2 separate regions of the Hordeum vulgare genome follow, and region 1 is linked to region 2. Evidence: chromatin contacts called from public Hi-C data. All regions are on one chromosome and are shown on one strand. The core of a region is the stretch at or near the end of the contact, and the rest is flanking DNA. Distances in the headings are between cores, read along the strand shown.

The links. A called contact is a pair of places that touch in the nucleus more often than the background predicts.
Region 1: a Hi-C map of an unstated tissue shows a contact between it and region 2, with 6 times the contacts expected there. The contact joins the enhancer-like site here to the promoter of LOC123395698 in region 2. A contact is called at or near these places in 2 of 6 Hi-C or Micro-C datasets (seedling and an unstated tissue).

Annotation. Positions count from the first base shown.
Region 1 is chr5H:5,141,817-5,145,413 of MorexV3_pseudomolecules_assembly, reverse strand. No RefSeq gene overlaps it. Among protein-coding and RNA genes, the nearest start is that of LOC123399153, 17 kb to the left of the region's middle. Within about 2 kb of position 1,348, at least 3 of the 3 cell types and tissues checked have open chromatin away from gene starts, as enhancers often do. A contact at or near this core is called in seedling, where this site is marked.
Region 2 is chr5H:5,023,370-5,026,613 of MorexV3_pseudomolecules_assembly, reverse strand. It overlaps LOC123395698 (bromodomain and WD repeat-containing protein 3), which reads left to right and starts at 1,612. Exons shown (of 24, transcript XM_045090732.1): 1 at 1,612-1,947; 2 at 2,616-2,690. The coding sequence starts at 1,627.

The DNA.
Region 1 (3,597 bases), core at 99-2,598, 120 kb before region 2:
CGTTTTATAGACTATATGGCGGTTAAAGCTTAATCAGAAACGTGTGCTAAGTGATGACGACATCGATCTCCTCATGCCTTGTTCAATGTAGGGTACATAGAGTGGTGCTTAGTAAAGTAAATCGAGACTGGAGCATACTCTCAACGGTGCATCATCGGCATCCTGGAGCATGTACTGTTTTCTTGAGGGCCACTATATACTCCCTCCGTTCCTAAATATAAGTAGTTTTAAAGATTTCATTAAAGGACTACATATGAATGTACATAGACATATTTAAAACATAGATTCACTCATTTTGTTTCGTATGTAGTCCACTAGTACAACATTTAAAAAGACCTATATTTAAGAACGGAGGGAGTAACTAATTAACATAACCACAGTCTTCATCCAATGCAGCCTTAGAAGGAAATCACGCACTGGTATACGTGACTGGTGCACGTCGACGTCGTCAAAATGGCACCGCGTACGTAACGTAACGTAACGTGCCCTCAAAACCCCGAATCACGTGGCAGCTGAGCTGGACGCGATCAAAGGTGTTATACGCGTGGGAGCTGTACAAATTGCGGCCGCAGTTAAAAAATGTGACCACGGTTCAAGAGAGACATCGGCCACGGCCAGCCAGCGTCCAAGTTGACAAAACATCGATCGTGACACTGACACGGCCGTTAGAAATGCATGCCATCTCACGTCAATCGTTCGTTCTACGAACAACAGAATCAGCAGTGGAAAATCCTAGTTGATGAGATTTGATCGTCACATTTTCTAGATGAAAATTTCTAGAGAATCAGCAGTGGACAGTGGAGTACCGGCCGTCACCACATGCATGCACGCATGCATGCTTGATTGGAGTGGCCTCTCAGACTAAAAAAAACTGATGACAAGTCACCGTCGATGGATCAAAAGGTGGTGGGGGCGTACGTAGCTGCCGTGCATAACGGGCGGGCCACGCACACTTGCGGCTGGAATCAGTCAGGCAAAACTAAAACAATGCTGCCAACATTACACATATACTGTACTATACGTGGAGAGAATATGGACGCATATAGTGCAGTCGTGTGTACTGCAGCCTTACAGTGACACGGACATAATCAAAAAAGGAGAAAAAAATACAGTGACATGGACATTGACACATGAACCGGACGGACACGTTCACGTGGATGGCACGCCCCCCTTTAATACCTGGGTCCGTGCATATAGATCGATGGCCTAAGTACAAGCTGGCTGTTTTTTTTTTTTTTTGAGACAAACAGCTGGCTGGCTGGCAGGCAGGGGTGTAACTAAACTTGAGAGCAACTCGAGCAACTCCAACGCGATCCCACCTAAAGGGACAACATTTACAAGAAGAGATGTGGTTGAGGGTGGGCCAGTAAATTAAATAAGTATAGAAATGTGGGTAGATGGATGGGTGATAAGTGGATCACGCCGGACACGGGCGGACAACGCACATACAGAAAACGTCCGTTTTTGTATCCGCCTGCAACCCAAATTTGCGTCAGAAATGGGTCAGCGCGGACGTGTGAAGCGGAAGCGTTTTGGGTTTGGGTAGGTGCGCTGGGCCTCCACTTTTGTCCACACCGATCCAAACTTTGGAGTGCTAGTTTGTTGCACGTTGAGGAATGATCATATGATCCTACTATGTTAGCATTGTTGAGGGATTGCACTAGTGAAAGTACGAACCCTATTTCTTATTCCCAAGCATTTATACAACTTTTTGCTCGTTGTTTGCCACTTGCTATCTTGTTGTTTTGATTTATTCAGATTACAAAAATCTATTAATACTAACCATACTACACTTGTATGATCAATATCTCTTCACCGTACTAGTGCACCTATACAATTTACCATTGTATTGGGTGTGTTGGGGACACAAGATATTTCTTGTATTTGATTGCAGGGTTGATTGGGAGTGACCATCTTCATCCTTCACCTCCCATGTATTGATAAACCTTAGGTCATCCACTTGTAGGAAATGTGTTGTTGTCCTATAAAACTCTGCACTTGGAGGCTATAGCGACCCGACCCAATATGGTCAAGTCTTTGTGCTTTGCCTCCAATCCCTAGATCAATATGATGGTACACACAGTACTTCGATGAAATATCATAGGATCACATGTAAAATAAATACCGTAGATCTAGAGTATGCCTTATTTATCAAAGCGGGAACATAACAATAGGGGTGTGGAGTCCCATCAACGCCAACGTCAAGTTGAGTGTAGATCGTACCCGTATATTGTACTCTTACTTATCGTGGAAATATCTGCATCATAAGACATTGTAGCCATGTAGGTTAGTATATTAAATCTACTCGCAAGATCACATACGAAGTCAGATGAAAATAAGTATATCACTATATGCAATGTAGGAGTGGAGGCTTTATGTCTGAGTTTTTGCATAAAAGCTGGTTTTTTCCTAACTGAAAATTAATCAAAACTTACTACAAAGTTGTTGTCACTAATGAGATGGTTGCACCAACCAAATTCATTTAATGTATTAATTGTTGAGATTATCCAGATAATGGAGTTCTAGTCACTCAAATTGTCCATAACCGAGGACACGCCTAATTGATTAGTTTAACACTCTCAGAGGTTTGCACACTTTTTTCGCAAGACTAAATCGCTTCCCTTGAAGTCCTTGCACTACATGGTGTTTGAGAACTGGACGACCGAGACACAGTCTTTTCGGAGTATTCAACTATGCTAGAGCCCATAATAGCTTGTGGCTGCACATGGAAGCTTCTGGTCTTGAAAGATCCATCAATCTCTTTAAGACTGGGTGGCATTCCATAAAACTGGGTGATCACTGGCCAATCCCCTGGATACCCTCGTAAAACTGGGTGGTTACTCGTCAATCCCCAGGATCCCCTCTTGAGTCTGTAGAACTGGATGATCACTAGTCAATCCCTAGGATCCCCTCTTGAGTCTGTAGAACCAGATGATTACTAGTCAATCCTTAGGATCCCCTCTTGAATGTGTAGAACAAGGTGATCGCTAGCCAATCCCTAGGATCCCCTCATATGGGAGGCAATCCACCAAGAGAAGTGTTAAAATCTTGAAGTCTTGTAGTGTTGAGGTTGATCTAGATATTATTATCACACTCACATGTCACATGAAACACTCATACCAATCCCCGTCTACTGAAGCATTGCTGTAACTAACTTAACCATGATTCTCGGGGCTTGGTGGCAAGGGTTTGGGTTCCTACCTCATGATTCTACTCAAACTACAAGTTTCAGATATTCATACTAAATGCATGAGGAAAAGTGGCACTAATGCAATAAAATCATATGTATTCAAAATATGATCAAAGTTAACTTGCCTAGTGTAGTTGGTGAAGATTATATCGCTCTCAGAAATTCCTGATGGCACTATTCATCACTCTTCGAAAAAATCTATATAATTAAATATTGCATTCACATTAGAAATCACATCTAGCAAGCATTCTAGCACTCAAAATAACAATCAAAAAATAAAAGCAATAATAATTTAATAGAAAGTATTTTTCTCAAATATTTAAATTGTAAAAAGAATCCATCTAATTGCAACTATACAACTCTAGTTATGATCTATACGAATTTTAATAAAAAACAGTAGCAAAAAT
Region 2 (3,244 bases), core at 363-2,862:
CTTTAGCCAATCCTATTTCTTCCTTCATCAAAGGGGTATCTCCACACAATCCTATAGCAAAGCATCTTTGAACTTTTCTGAAATGTACTTGAATAAACTCATTAGTCCAAATGATGCATATGTTGTGATTAATTACCAAAACCACCTTAGGGAACAATTGTGCTTTCACTCGCCAACTGCCGTGTCCGCCCTTGGTCACGATAGTTCCAACAGAGCAAATTCATTGCGCATGGCGGGGCTGCTCCACTACAGCCTCCGCCTGATCCGCTGATATAGAGGGAATAAAGGTTAGTTCTTTCTTCCGCTTCTTATAAGATTTACTGTTCCCTTGTACATACATCTGACCAAAATTTGTACCTGGTTCACTTGTCTTCAGACCATTTCCACCTAAGACAATGGCCTTACTATTGTTGTCTAGCTCCACCTTCAGTTCTGTGTTTGTGGCAGAACATTTGGGCCTATATACCTTTATTTGCTTCCTTTTTTGCCCAACAACACGACTATATGTAGCTCCTGAAGAAGAAAGTTCCTTACACAACATGCCTTGATCCACCTTATCCTTTAATTTCTGATTATGAACCGTCAGCTTCATGGGAGACGTGACCACATATTCCTCTTGCAGTTTTATCAGCTTTTGGTTCGACAATCTTAGCTTTATCATGGAGATGGGATTCCCCTTTTTGTCATCACAGTGTGAACACCCCGCCACTTGATTGTGAACTTTGCAATGATTTGAAACCTGCAAAACTCCTTTTCTTATCGTCCTTGACACACAACCTACCAGCATTACAAGGTAGCTAACCCTATGCATCCCTCTTACGCGACGTTGAGCATTCCATAGAAGAGTGCCCCAACAGGCCACATGAGAAGCAGTAACGTGGGAGACTCTCATATACTACCTCACGAGAAGCAATAACGTGGGAGACTCTCATATACTACCTCATAAGTGTCATACTCTTGGTGCTTTTTTAAAATAAGCCGTAACCCACCTTAACAAAGGTTTGGAGATATCCACGGTCACTCTGACTCGCAAACAGCCCCCCCAAAGCTCTACCCCGGCCAGCCACATCAACAGTCTTCGCCGTTCCTAACTTTGCTCCAAGTTTTTGTCCCCCCAAATCTGTTCATCAGTTCAAACCGTGGGTTTTTTATGCGAGCCCAGACAGTTAATTTGTCGAGGCAAACATCCGATAGCCGCCGCCCAGCATCCAAATTGTTAACGAGCACCGCATGCTTGCCAACGGTCCATGGAGATCCCGCTTCGACCCGATCTTTATTCCGCCTTACTCGCGAACTCAGCAATAAACATACCGTCTCCAATAGCTCCCGCTTCCCCAAGCTTAAGATCTGACCAAAAGTGTCGCTTTTGACATTTATTCCAAGCTCCCGCTTCGACCCGATCTTTATTCCGCCTTCGTTGCAAACTCAACGATAAACATATACCGTCTCCAATAGCTCCAGGATTCATGCCTTTATGATTTCCCCAAGCTTAAGAGTGGTTGGGGATAGTACCTTCCTTTTCTATGAGCATTACACCAAATCTCACCGCAGTCATTTTGTGATGGTAGATGAGAGTGAAAGAGGAAAGTAGTACCTGACACGTATCGCGTCAGATAAACAAGTGGCATGCGGACAGGCCCGAGGTGGGCGGTTCGAGCCCCCGATGCAGCAACTAGTAATTCCCCCAACAGAAGAAAAAAAGAAAAAGTAATTGCAGCCGTCCTATTCCCCTCAACCGAGCCTCCGTCCCGAGCGAACCACCAGAGCCCATCCCGAGCGCCGCAGCTAGCTAGGGTTCCTGGCCGGCGCGCCCAACCCCCCCCGCGGCCCCGCCGCCGGTACAGGATCCCGGCGGCGCCTCCCTCCGTCCATACCACCACCAGCGCCTCCCTCCCCGGAGCCACGCCGCCGCTCCCGCCCGGAGCCACGCCGCCGACCAGTCCACAGGCAGGCAGCCACCCCTCCCCCTCCCTCCCTCCCTCGCTCCTCCTGCATCCTCAGTTCGTTCAATTCCGTCTCCTGTTTTTCCGCCTCGCTGTAGATTTGGTATAAATTGCGAGAATACAACGACGGTTATTTCCCGACCGAGTGCTCGCCGCGTGGTTTCCCCAGCGCGCGTTCAGGTTCATCCACACGCGGACGGGTTTTGCCCGGTAGTTGTTTGCGATAATGCTTGCAGGGGCAAATGCGTACAAATCCTAGTCTGATTTCCTTCTTCCTTCTTCAGACGAGCAAATGTTTCCGGTTTAAACATGTTAGCAGCCGAACAGGCGATGGCCAACGATATATGATCAGGCGATGGCCGAAGTTATGAGCGCATTGGTACTACTGATGGTGTTGTTGGCCTGATAGATGTCCCGAATCTTGTTCATGATTGGGAATGTGGTGGTACTGTCGCGCTGCGTTGTTTTCGATTTCAACGGCTGGGCCTAACATGTTGCCGTTTAAAGTGACTGTTTCTCCTTTTTTTTCGTTTTGGCTGATTGATTGATCTTCAGGTTCCACCTTCCGTGTTATGCCATGGTAGATGTACAACTAACTAATGATTTGATTTGCTGCTCCATATTCATTTTACACTCGCTAAAAGTCTAATCCCATCCCTTTGGAACTTGCAGTTGGAACAGGGCATCAACGTTGTCAATTGGAGGGCTTGGAGCTGCTTCGGCATCCACAGTAGAACAAACAAGAAGGTAATCTGCTGTTCCTAGCTTCTATACATTTTTTTAATTTGAAAAATAGTAAAGCGCATCTCCGTATTGCCGCTTTTCCAAAGCGAATTTACGTATCCGTATCAGCCCGATGCTGATACACGTATCTGTATCGGTGCATTTTAGCGTGTCTGTTTGCTTAAAGAAAAGGATGATAATTCAAGTATAATGTGATAGCTGATTAGAACATTCTACCGTGTCCAAGGTCCACACTATAATTTTCTAGTGTTGGTAATATTTTGTACATCACTGATATGCGTTTGTGTGCTTGCTTCACACTGACTTTAGGTAACTCTGAGCCATACTTGCATGTAAAAGTTGAAATTCTCGTGCTGACAATAGCTGGTCTATTGATAAAGCTATCAAAAATTAGACCCCCGCCCCTCCTCTTGACAAACATAGCTTGCATGTAGCACCACTCAAAAAAAAAAACATAGCTTGCATGTAGCACCACTCGATTCTTTAAACAGTATCATCTTTTCAACAGAAACACCACCCAAGACATGCAAATGGTAAAGTTGTATATTACAACTGAA